Linked DNA regions of Macaca mulatta: regions 1 and 3 are each linked to region 2. A link is a contact called in public Hi-C data. All regions are on one chromosome and are shown on one strand. The core of a region is the stretch at or near the end of the contact, and the rest is flanking DNA. Distances in the headings are between cores, read along the strand shown. Region 1 has its middle 40 kb from the start of FASTKD2. Region 2 holds the start of KLF7 (KLF transcription factor 7). Region 3 has its middle 59 kb from the start of CREB1.

What was found. Hi-C and Micro-C count contacts between places; a contact is called where the count stands out from the background.
Region 1: a Hi-C map of fetal cortical plate shows a contact between it and region 2, with 2.6 times the contacts expected there. The contact joins the enhancer-like site here to the promoter of KLF7 in region 2. A contact is called at or near these places in 4 of 14 Hi-C or Micro-C datasets (CD4 T cells, fetal cortex germinal zone, fetal cortical plate and 1 more).
Region 3: a contact with region 2 is called in a Hi-C map of fetal cortex germinal zone, with 7 times the contacts expected there. The contact joins the enhancer-like site here to the promoter of KLF7 in region 2. A contact is called at or near these places in 4 of 14 Hi-C or Micro-C datasets (blood, fetal cortex germinal zone, fetal cortical plate and 1 more).

Annotation. Positions count from the first base shown.
Region 1 is chr12:112,077,323-112,081,032 of T2T-MMU8v2.0, forward strand. No RefSeq gene overlaps it. Among named protein-coding and RNA genes, the nearest start is that of FASTKD2, 40 kb to the left of the region's middle. Within about 2 kb of position 2,384, at least 7 of the 40 cell types and tissues checked have an H3K27ac peak or open chromatin away from gene starts, as enhancers often do. A contact at or near this core is called in fetal cortical plate, where this site is marked.
Region 2 is chr12:112,422,964-112,426,973 of T2T-MMU8v2.0, forward strand. KLF7 (KLF transcription factor 7) reads right to left here and starts at 1,295. Exons shown (of 5, transcript XM_077957429.1): 1 at 1,241-1,295; 2 at 791-1,030. The coding sequence starts at 892. LOC114671401 (a long non-coding RNA gene) reads left to right here and starts at 1,134. Exons shown (of 3, transcript XR_003721394.2): 1 at 1,134-1,524.
Region 3 is chr12:112,732,990-112,736,819 of T2T-MMU8v2.0, forward strand. No RefSeq gene overlaps it. Among named protein-coding and RNA genes, the nearest start is that of CREB1, 59 kb to the right of the region's middle. Within about 2 kb of position 2,447, at least 10 of the 40 cell types and tissues checked have an H3K27ac peak or open chromatin away from gene starts, as enhancers often do. A contact at or near this core is called in fetal cortex germinal zone and fetal cortical plate, where this site is marked.

The DNA of each region.
Region 1 (3,710 bases), core at 1,134-3,633, 340 kb before region 2:
TTGATTGACTATTTGTACTTGTTTTGGTCGTCACTGCTACCCGTAAAAGGTTCTGCCTAAAACCCAGATCTGACAATGTTATTCTTCTCCCTTATTTATACAATTCAGGACTCCTTTTTTTTTTTTTTTTTTTTTTTTAAGACAGAGTTTCAGTCTTGTTTCTCAGGCTGGAGTGCAATGGTCATGATCTCAGCTCACTGCAACCTCCGTCTCCCAGGTTCAAGAGATTCTCCTGCCTCAGCCTCCCGAGTAGCTGGGATTACAGGCATGCACCACCATGCCTGGCTAATTTTGTATTTTTAGTGGAGACGGGGTTTCTCCATGTTGGTCAGGGTGGTCTTGAACTCCTGACCTCAGGTGATCCACCCGCCTCGGCCTCCCAAAGTGTTGGGATTACAGGCAGGAGACTCCTCATTTTTTATGCACATACTGTCCAGTTGGGCCTGACCCACTTTTTAGATTCCTTGGTCATTATTCTCCATCTTTGTGCTCTAGCTACTCGGAGGTCTTCCCCAGCATTCAGATTTCATCTTTCGGAGCCTTTTCACATGCTTTGTACTCTGAGGAATCCCTGCCACCTCTTCTCCACCTGGAAAGATTCTCCTATATGAGTGTAGATTGAACAGCACTTTCCTAAGTTCTCTCTCCTCACCTGTTCCTGCCCCATTTGTGGTTAGTCTTTGCCATTTCTGTGTTCCCATGACCCTTAGATGCAGTGAGGGATAGAAAGAAGGGCTGTATCTTCCCCCAGTAAACTGGGGAACTCTTCAGGAGTAAATATGTGTCTGATTCTTCCCTTTCTTTACTGAAGCAGTGTATAGTTGGCTCTCAGTAAATGCTGAGTGAACGAATGACAGAGTGTATGAATAAACAGAGTCCTCAGAAGCCAAGCAGAGTTTTCATCTTTTAATCCTTCTTCACCATGTTTATCCGATTATGTTGCATATCATAATTTATGTCCATCAAAGGTTTGGGCCATACTTACATCCTCTTTGAAGGCTATTGTTCAAGGGCAGGAAAACAACTAATGTTCCTTTGACCTCAGGAAGTTGCTGTGAAACAGGACAGAAAATGTACCCCCTAACCAAAAATAAGAGTTGAAGAAAAAAAAAAAAAAGAACAAGCCAATAGACTTGCTTGTCTCCACAAAATGCTCCCTGGACTCGTTAAGAATCTGGATAGACCCTTGTCTGAGAGATGTGCTTTGGGTGCAGTCATTTTCTGTGTTACTGTTTTGCAAACAAATAGGTCTCCCAAATGAGAAACTGACCAGAGGCAATAATTTAGATCTTTATATAATAGGATTTAATTCTGACATTTTTGTACTTACCTTTATTTCCAACCCTGAGATACCCAATCCGTGAATTAGCACCTTTCCTCTTGATACTAGATTCTGAAAATAAAGAATCTTCGTTTTTTGGAGATTATTAGTATTGAATATCTAAAATAAAAATTGAGAAGAATTGATAGCAGTATTTTAAAAGGACATGTTTTATTCAAACATACCATCTCACGTGATTCTTATAACAGGCTTATGAAATGGACTGGGGAAAAATTTAAGTTCCTGTTTTATAGATGAGGAAGCTAAAACTCACAAATGACTTGCTCAAAGTCGGAGAGCTAGGAAATTGGCAATGATCAGACATGAACCATTTATGATTATATGAATAACCTCATCTCTCAATTACACATATTTAGACATGCATATGTAGTATAGCACAATAGTTTTGGCTACCTTAGCCAGTCTCTGAACTACCCAAGCAAACAATTCATCCTGGGACTAACTGCCTAGTTACTCAAGCTGTTTCTCTGGGTCATTTTCATGCTCATGAGCATCTAGGAGAGAAAATGGGACTGAGAAAGGAAAACAACAAAGATTGACCATTTGTTTGATTGAAGTTTTGATGCAAAATGTCAACTGATATTACTTAGAAGGAGAAACAGATTGTGAAATTACAAGGGTTTTTTTTTTTTTTTTTTAAACTAGGACTATCCCCTTTCTCCATTCTCAGAAAGATTCAAGGGCAGATGATGGTAAATAATATAGTAATTTCATTTATTTGACTACCTGGATTCTCTTCAGAAACAGTGATCCAATGTGTTAAGAACTCAGTTATTAATAAAAACAATGGAAAATTTAAAAGACAGTAAATTGGGTGTTTCCTGGTAAGTCTGCTCTTGTTAGAATAATGAAATTTGAAGGTTTAAAACATAGCTTGTTTTGAAGTGATGCATGAGTTCCCAAAAACCTTGTTTAACATATTGCTGGAATAATGCATATGAGATGGTTAAAAATGGAAGTAGAAAAAAATTCCCCAACACCCTTAGAGGAATTTGCAATTCATAAAGTTACTGCCAATTTTGCATTATAGTTGCTATGGTAACCATGCTAGGCTTCTGCTCAAATGTTTCTCAGAAGGGGAAGGAATAGTATATAATAAGCTCTTCAAGTGTAATTTTTTTTTTATTGTAGTTGAATTAGTGTGTAATTCTTATGTGAGCATTTTAGTAATCCATAAACATGCACTCCAGTTATGATTCTGATTTTTTATCTCAGTATGTTTAAGCAATGTGTGAAAAATTGCTGGCTACTATCAATGCCTGGCAATTAATTTTAAAAATAATAACAAAAAGCATTAGCAACAGTAATTAATGATAAGAGCAAAAACAAAAATGCATTTCAAACCTGACTCTAGTAAATTTCCCAGACCAAAGCATTGGCTTGCTTATTGATTCAAAGTGCTTTCAGCCAAGCTTTTAGCCTGCATTCACGAGTCACCCCTTGGCCCCTCTATGTTTTTCCTCAGAAGAATCCTATATATTGAATAAGTGAAGTATCAAGCAGAGCCAGTTGGACCAATTAGACTAAAATAAAACTTTCATTTGGCCATTTCGATAGGGAGCTATTTTTAAATGGTAATTGGATTTTTCTTTTTTTCCTTCAGCTTCTAGGGAGTGAGTCTAACAGCTGAGGTGGAGCAGTACATATCTGGACATGGAGCAAGGGTTGTTCAGGGTTTGACGTCTCATGGGTTAATTTTGAGTGGAGAAGAAGAGAAATGGGCTTTGGAGTCCAACAAGCCTGGACTTATACTCTAGCTTTGCATTTTACTAACTGAGGTCTTGGGCAAGTCATTTACCATCTGGGGCCTCAGTGTCTTCATTTGGATAAACCAGATGCTTATGCCTTTCTCGCAGTGTTTGTAAGAATTAGAGCTAATTGGACATGAACCGTGTAGCTCCAATTTTGGCACAGTGTATAAGTTTCCTATTGTTGTAACAAATTTAGTGGCTTACAACAACACATAGTAATTGACTCATAGTGCTGGAGGTCAGAAATAAAAAATGGGTCTAACTGGGCTAAAATCAAGGTGTGGGCAGGGCTGTCTTCCTTTCTGCTATCTCTAAGAAAATCAGGTTTTTAACCTTTTTTAGCTGCTGGAGGCTGCCTGCAGTCCTCAGCTTATGGCCCCTTCCACTGTCTTCAAGGCTGGCAGCGTCCAGTGGAGTGTATTTCTATCCCTTCACTCTGCTACTGACTTTTCTGCCTCCCTCTTCCACTTTTAAGGATTCTTGTGGTTACATTGTGCCTACTCTGATCATTGAGGATAATCTCCCTATTTTAAAGTCAGTTTAGCAGCCTTAATTCCACCTGTAATCTTATGGGTCTTTTGCCTCTCCATATAAACTTTAAAATTAGTTTGTTACTA
Region 2 (4,010 bases), core at 45-2,544:
CATCCTAGGAGTTTCTTAACTAGTCCTCTAAGACAAAGTCAGAGGCATGGAAGCACACATCAGTCTTTGTCTGAGGTTGTGCTGCCTAACTAGAGAAGGACCCTAAACAAAAAAGAGAAACAAGGACACGCATAGAGGCATCACACTGGGAAAACCTACAATGCATTGTCAGCCTCAGCTACATCTTCCCGTCCTCCTTGAGTATCTTTTGTCACTGGGCTCTTTTCTCTTTTGCCTACCTTCTAGTCTCAAAATCAAGCTCCTATTCTTTATTGACACTCGCTAATTACTGAAAAACACTCCGCTTTGCTCCTGCCCACCCTCCCCCCGCCCCCCATCCGATGGTCGTAAGCACCAGTTGAAATAGATGAACCTGATTTCAGGTTCCAAGTGGGTAGAGCTCATGCATGCGAGAACGTGGGCCCTGTCAGCAATCGCTCCTAACACCCCAAACCACCTTCCCACCCGGCTCCTCCGAACCCCAGAAGTTCGGCAGGTCTCTGATAGGGGACAGCAAACCCGACAACGTGTGCGCAGGGATGTGTGTTGGCGACTGAAACGCAGGCAGCTCGGACCGGCTGCTCAGCTCGGCACACTACGAGGTTAGGGGTGGGTGGAGAGGTAAGCGCAGATGACTGTTTCAGAAAACATTTTCAACAACAGACAGCCAAAAAGGAAGGGAAAAAAATCAAACAAACAAACAAAAATTTCGACCCAGAGCCCACACCAACGCAGCCCCTGCGTCTCCGCCGTCACCACACGATTTACACAAGTAATTTAAATCATTCACCTGCTGCCAGGTCTCCTCCAGGGATGGCAAAGCTGAGAAGTAGCCGGTGTCGTGGACAAGTTGTAGCTCCTGGAATATACTATAACTAGCCAACACGTCCATGCTGCTGCTGCCGGGCAAAACGGGAGGCAAAACCCTCCCCCGAACACAGTTGGGGCTGTTTGTTTGTCAGTCTGTCTGGCTCACCCCCCAAGAAGGCAGACATCCAGTGGCCCTTTTGTTTTGTTTTGTTTCAGTCAACTAAAAAGGAAAAAAAAAAAAAAATCAATGCAGCAGAGGGAGAGAGGAGGTGAGAGAGGAGCGAGTGAGTGGGGTGGATGGAGAGAGGCATCCAGCGTGTACAGTGCAGACGACTGCCAGGAAAAGGGGACTTCTCCACGGGAGTAACAATTCCCTTCCAGGGCTCTAATCACTCCAGCTCGTGGATCAGGAAGGGGGATGCAAACTCACTGACACGAAGCTGCCATCTATTTCTGCAGCGCTGTTCGCTCCTAATGCAATCTTTGCTCTTTATTTTGGGAGGTTGCATTTTTTTCTCTCGCGATCGCTTCTCTCCCCCCCTTCCCTTCCCTCCCCACCCCCCACTCCATCCTTGCTAGTTTGTAGTCTTCCCCCTCCCTTTTCTCCTCCTCCTGCTCTTCCCCCTCCCCAAACTCCCTCCCTCCGCCCGGTTCTCCGCGCAGCCGTGGGATCTCGGAGGAGGGCGTCCATTAGGCCGCGTGTGACCATGTAAGGTAAACAGGGGGCTCATGAAGTCACTGAGGACCAATGGGGAGCCCGGAGCGGGGCCTGGGGCGGGGCTTGGCCCTGGCGGCGGGCGCGGATTGGCGCGCTGCGGATCTCCCTGCTGCCTTACAAGGCGGTGCGAGGCGAGCTATTTTTAGAGGGCTATATAAGGGGGCTGAGGCGGCCGCCGGGCGGCCGGGGAGCGTGAGCGCAAGGGATGGGGAGGGTCGCAGCGACACTCGCGCCAGCTCCCGGGACGCCAGGGCGGATGGGCTCGGGTTGGTCGCCGGCCTCCGACCCTCGACTAGGTGCCTGGCGGAGCCCGGTGCGTCCGGAGCCCGCGCCCCTCAGAGGGGTCGCGCGTCGCCGCGGCGGCGCTGAGGCTGGCGGTCGGGAGGTGAAAGTCCGGATTGCGGGGTCAGGACGCCTCCTGGAGGGGGCGCGGCGCAGGGGGCCGCGGGAAAGCCGCCGAGGGCGCGGAGCGGGAAAGGAGGACACTGGCCACCTCGCCTCCGCGTGGGCACGGGGCAAGGGGGACCCACGCGTGGCGGTGCCGGGGAGGTCCTCACGTACTCAAAAACAAGCAGAAAAGGCATCCAGGGCCCGTTCCCGAACTCCCCACAGACTGGCAGGGTGCAGAGAAGCGCCTGAGGAGGAAGTGCCACACAATGGGCGAGAACAAAGGGGAGCGGAGCGAGACTGCGGCCTGCGCCCGCCCCCTGCTTGCGCACAGTCCCCGCCCCGCCCCGCGGGCGCCGCCGCCGCCGCCGCCCTCCCGCGCCACCTTCTGACCCCGAGCGGGAGACCCGGTCTGGAGTCCGGCGGCTAGAGGTGGTTGCGAGGAGCCTGTTGCTCGAGTGTGCGAGGAAGAGGCTAGAGGGAGCCTAGGTAGATGTGGGAGGCAGGCTGGAGCTGGCAGCTTGCAAGGGGGCCTTTACGTGAGGCTCCCCATGGGGTCTCCAGCGAGTTGTCTGCAGAGCTGTGATGGTGAGAGGAGGAACTCGATTTCTCGTTTTCTGGAGTTGGGATGTGGACATATAGAGATCTGTTATATCTGAGATGAAAACCCTGCACAGTACACGTTAGGGTTGGCCAATTGTTTGCTTGACCTTAAATGGTTAGTGTGGTTTAAGCTTCCCCAAAATGCACTGTGAGCTGAGCTTCCACTTTTGGAATGATTGCAGAATTCGGTGCTTAAGAGATGAGAAACCGTTCTACCAGTAATGGAAGAAACACTTCACCTAATCACCCTCCTTGTCTTTCCCTCCCTTTGACTATGTAGGACTCGATAACAGAATATTTGAAAGATTCTACTCTATGAAACAAGCACAGATTGAAATTCAGTATTTGCCGAGGAACATTAAACAGGAGTTACTGGGATTGAGGAAAGCCTGATTTATTTACTTGTTAGTGTCTGGAATTATGTTGGCCAGATTCATAGCATTCATTGTATGAGTATAATTGGTACATTTACTCCAATGTAGATGCAGACGCATCTGCAATTAGATGTGCAAGGACGCTGCCAGCTAACTAGCTGCATGACTTCGAGCGAATTACTGGGTCAGAACTTCTACCTACCCATCTCAGAAACAGAAATAGTGGCATCCACCTTGTCTAATTGTTATGAAGAGTCAGAATATCTTTGGTAACTCACCTAGCATAGTATCTGACACTATTAGGTGAATACTAAATATTAGCTATCTTTGGCTCCCCACTTGAGCTACGTAAACTAATAGGACCATTAGGAGAATATACTATTGGATCTTGGAGATAGAGGAAAGGTAGAAACCCCTTGCTAGTTTGTTACAAGGTGTCCTCTCCTCTGATCCCCATGCTATTTCAACTCGGGGGATGGGCAGGAGCCATTGAGAAACACTAGGGCAAAAATATGTTCACGAATAATAGGGAAAGGAAAGGAACTTGGGTATAGAAAAACTAGAGGCAAAAGGTGAGGCAAGACCAACCATGTAATTTGGTACTTGAGACTCAAGTGAACTTATATGTGTCACATTATAACCATTTTTGAATAAAACAGGACATATCGGTTAACGTGAGTTTCAAGATTTTATAAATAATAGTTACCATTTATTAAGCACTTGGAATGTGCCGTATGTACATAAACATTTTATATGCAATGTCTCATTTAATCTTAAGGACAGCCCCAAGGTTTGCACTTTTATTATCCCCAACTTTATGGATGAAGATACCCAGGCTTGGAAATACTAAATAAGTTGGTCAAGGTCTCACAACCTGGAAGTGGTCAAGCAGGGATTCAAATCCAAGAGCATCTCACTCCCCACACTGTTCTACTCTGAGCTTTGTATGGTGAAAAATGGGGTTCCTCAGCTTTAAGTCAATATATGTTTACAAAAATTGCTTGGGTGGGGCCGGAGGAGAGGGCTTCCATTGAGACTTTTCCTATGTAACTATCAGCCATCTGACTTGCATAAGGACTCAACCAAAATTTTACAAAGCAAATACTGCAAACCTCATT
Region 3 (3,830 bases), core at 1,197-3,696, 310 kb after region 2:
GACAAAATAAAACTTGTAGTAACAACAGTATGCAAGGCACTGAATGCTTTGATTTTCTTGTCACATTAAAAATATTTACTGGTTTCTCCAGCCCAGATTTAGTGGCAACCCCAAGTACAGAGGAAATAAACAAATCACTCACTTACCAGAATGAGCCTGGTGGCATCATCGCCAACTTCATCATTCTGCCCTTTGGTGCTTTTTCTTTTCTTTTTTTGATTGGTTCTAATAAGTTATTCATACATAATGGCATCGGTGATGGAGTATAAATACATAGATCACAGGAAGGGTTTTGTTGTTGTTGCTATTGTTTTTCTTTTCTTTTCTTTTGTAAATTAACTTTATAAGCATCCTGCAGCATTTTCATATTGTAAACTGCTGTTTCCTAGTTCATAGACCCATAGAACCCCAGAGCCAGGCTTAGAGCATGTCCAGTCTGTTTCTCTGATTCTACAGCTGTGATAACTGAGGCCCAGAAAGGTGAATGACTGCCCAAGCCAAACATCTCATCCATCTCGGTATTGGATCTCAAGTTTCTGCCTCCAGACCGCCTGTCCTGCAGGACCTTTTGGCTTTGCTGTCCTTATTTCTCTTCTTCTGATCCCTCATCTGCTCATTCCTTTGCTGATCATTAGAATGGGAAGAGGGATAAGGGGCAGCTAGCTGCCTAAGGTGAGGCAGACGCTTGACCTCTATCACAAACCCTGATCTCATCCTTCAGGTCTTCTTTGCAGTTTGTAAGGGAGAGGAAAACGAGGAGAGAGTGGAAACGAAGAAAGTATCCAAGAGGAAGAGATAAGGAAAAAAGGGCGTGGGGAGAGGTTTTTGTGTCTACCTGCTCAAAGACCAGGAGAAGTGAATAAACGCCTCCCCCACAGCTCTCCTGCCCTCCTCCCACAACTATGAAACTAAAGTCTTAACGAGAATTGATCCAGCAAACAAATAGATCTAAAGGGGTAATAGGACTGATATGGATGCATCATGGGAAATAAGGAGTCATAGAAAATTATGAATGAAAAATAAGCATAATCAATATATGATTAGAGATGCAAGAGGAGTGGGTAATGATTCCAAGGCACTGAGTCCTTTGTTTCACATCATGATGCTCATAACAGGAACCTATATGCTCTAGATTGGGCCATGCAATTATGACCAACATGCTAGCTCCCTATGCTGACTGGCTGGACTGAATTAATTACTATTATTATTATTATTATTATATCTTAAGGAGACAAAGTCTGGCTCTATTGCCCAGGCTGGAGTGCAGATCTGGTGTGATCTCAGCTCACTGCAACCTCCACCTGCCAGGTTCAAGCCAACCTCCCACCTCAGCCTCCCGAGTAGTTGGGAATACAGGCGTGCACCACCGTGCCCAGCTAATTTTTGTATTTTTTGTAGAGACAGGGTTTCGCCATGTTGCCCAGGCTGGTCTCGAACTCGTGGGCTCAAGAGATCTGCTCACTTCAGCCTCCCAAAGTGCTGAGATTACAGGCGTGAGCCACCATGCCCGGCCTGAATTAGTTACTTCTTCAGCTTCCTCGTCTTCTAGCTAAAAACCAAGATCACACCTTCAAATGCTATGATTTCACATTTACATTCTGCTCTTTTTCTTTCTGTCACGTGATCCTATCTTTAAATTTGGGAAGGATGGGGAGAGAAGGCTGTTGAAAGATGTTGCATGAACATTCATCATATAAGCCCATGAACCTGAGAGAGAATTCAGCAAGAAAAGTGAGACCAACAGGTTTGTGTGGAGCCTTCCCGTGTGGGCCATGCTGGGTTGGCCCAAGCCATACAAATGGCCTACCCGTTTTCCCTTCTTCTGTGTGGCCACGCTTTCCTTTGGTGCAGACGACACCTGGCTAGTGTCCAGTCTAGGATCCCAAATGCTAACTAGGTTTCCTCCTTCATGAACTGGTAGGTTTTAGTTAATGATTCACCCCTTCACACACTCAGTTCTGGCCCAGGACTGACTCAAGGCTTCCCAAGTCCCTGCTAGCAAATAATAGAATTCTTTGGAAATAAGTTCTTTTAAGAAAGTCTATCCTTTGCACTGCAATCTGAAACGTAGCAATTCAGCCTCTCCAGCCATCTTCATCTGTGTGTTTCTTGCATGCAGAATTAAACTGGAAGGTCAGAGCCATTGTCTGCCTCTAGATCCGATTTCTTGCTTCGTAGTCTGGCGGAGAAGTGCTTTATTCTGGTATATTTACATTAGTCCTACTAACACATTTCCAAGTTCTCTAGCTGCCATGTTACGTGAACCAGGTCAAGTCTGGGAGGGAGAGGTTTGCTTTTCCTTCCTGTGACCTCAGGACTGATTTAATTAAACATATCCTCCAGCCCCGATTTATAGTCTGAAAAGTGTTCTCGCAGAGGCCCTTCGATGTGCTCTGCTTTTCAATTAGCTGAAATGCAATAAGTTAAATCGAAACACCATTCTGAGTGTCTGCTGCCACCCTGAGAGCAGTTGCAACAAGCGCATTCGTCTCTGAGCATTTAACTGCAAAGGGTTTAGATAAATGAGTGGTGGTTTCCTTTGGTAACTTAGCACGGTTCTGTAAGACAGAGGAGAGGATCGCTGAGCTCCTCCCTGAGCTCCTGGGGGCTGCCAAGCCATCTCCCTGGATGCCCACTGTGAGGAGGAAATAACCTTTTAAATCTTATTTTATAAACACAAATTCTTTTTCTTTAAGATTAAAAATAAGAAAATCCATTTAACACATGGGGTAGGGGGGCTGACAAAGTGAAAGGGAAAAAGGAAAAAGGATGTCACAGTGGAACTATCCTAAGCCTGTCCCTGGTGGCTTTTTGTTCTACCATCAGGCGTCAGATGTCCTCCCCAGTTTGACAATCCTGACCCCCCAAACTGCCACCTAGAAATGAATGAAACCAAATTTCCCATAGGAAATGCTCTCTGCTAGTCTCTCAAAGGCTGCAGCCTCAAAATGAAATCTGACAAAAGAAACAAATTAGATTAAACTGCAGCGCTAAGGGCTTTGGATTGCTCGATAAAAGAATCTACAGAGAGTTTAGGACTGAGCACGATCATCTTCTGCAACTTGGAGAAAAAATCTGAAGTCTTCCTTCCTACAGCTGTTCTTGCTGGCCATGGTGCAGTTTTTTATCATCATCTGAAGGCAATAAACAGATGGTGGGAGATGGAAGGGTTCACGAGGGACCACAACCCGCGTGCCCACAGAAGCCAGGCAAGTAACATATGTGGACAAAACTGATCAGTGAGGATTTTTATGTGAGCTCTCCAGATTTTTAAATGTTGACAACTCATTCAATTAAAAAAAAAAAAAAAAAGAGTCCACCACTGTTACCGCAATGTTTACTGAGCACTTTCTACGTGCCAGGCACCTTATGAAATCCATTATAAAGCGCTTCCTCACAACAGCACATTGAGAGGCAGATGCTCTTATTACCTTCAGTTCATCGATGGGGAAAAGCAAATCTCGAAGTGGCAGAAGCAGTCCCTGCCCACAGCTGGGGCCCCGTTTCTATTCACTACCCTAGACTGCTTAACAGTTCTGTAGATGGCCGGGCGTGGTGGCTCACGCCTGTAATCCCAGCACTTCCGGAGGCCGAGGCGGGCAGATCACGAGGTCAAGAGATGGAGACCATCCTGGCCAACATGGTGAAACTTCGTCTCTACTAAAAATACAAAAATTAACTGGGCGTGGTGGCGCGCGCCTGTATTCCCAGCTACTCGGGAGGCTGAGGCAGGAGAATCGCTGGAACCCGGGAGGCGGAGGTTGCAGTGAGCCGAGATCGTGACACTGCACTCCAGCCTGGGGACAGAGCAAGACTCGGGGAAAAATAAA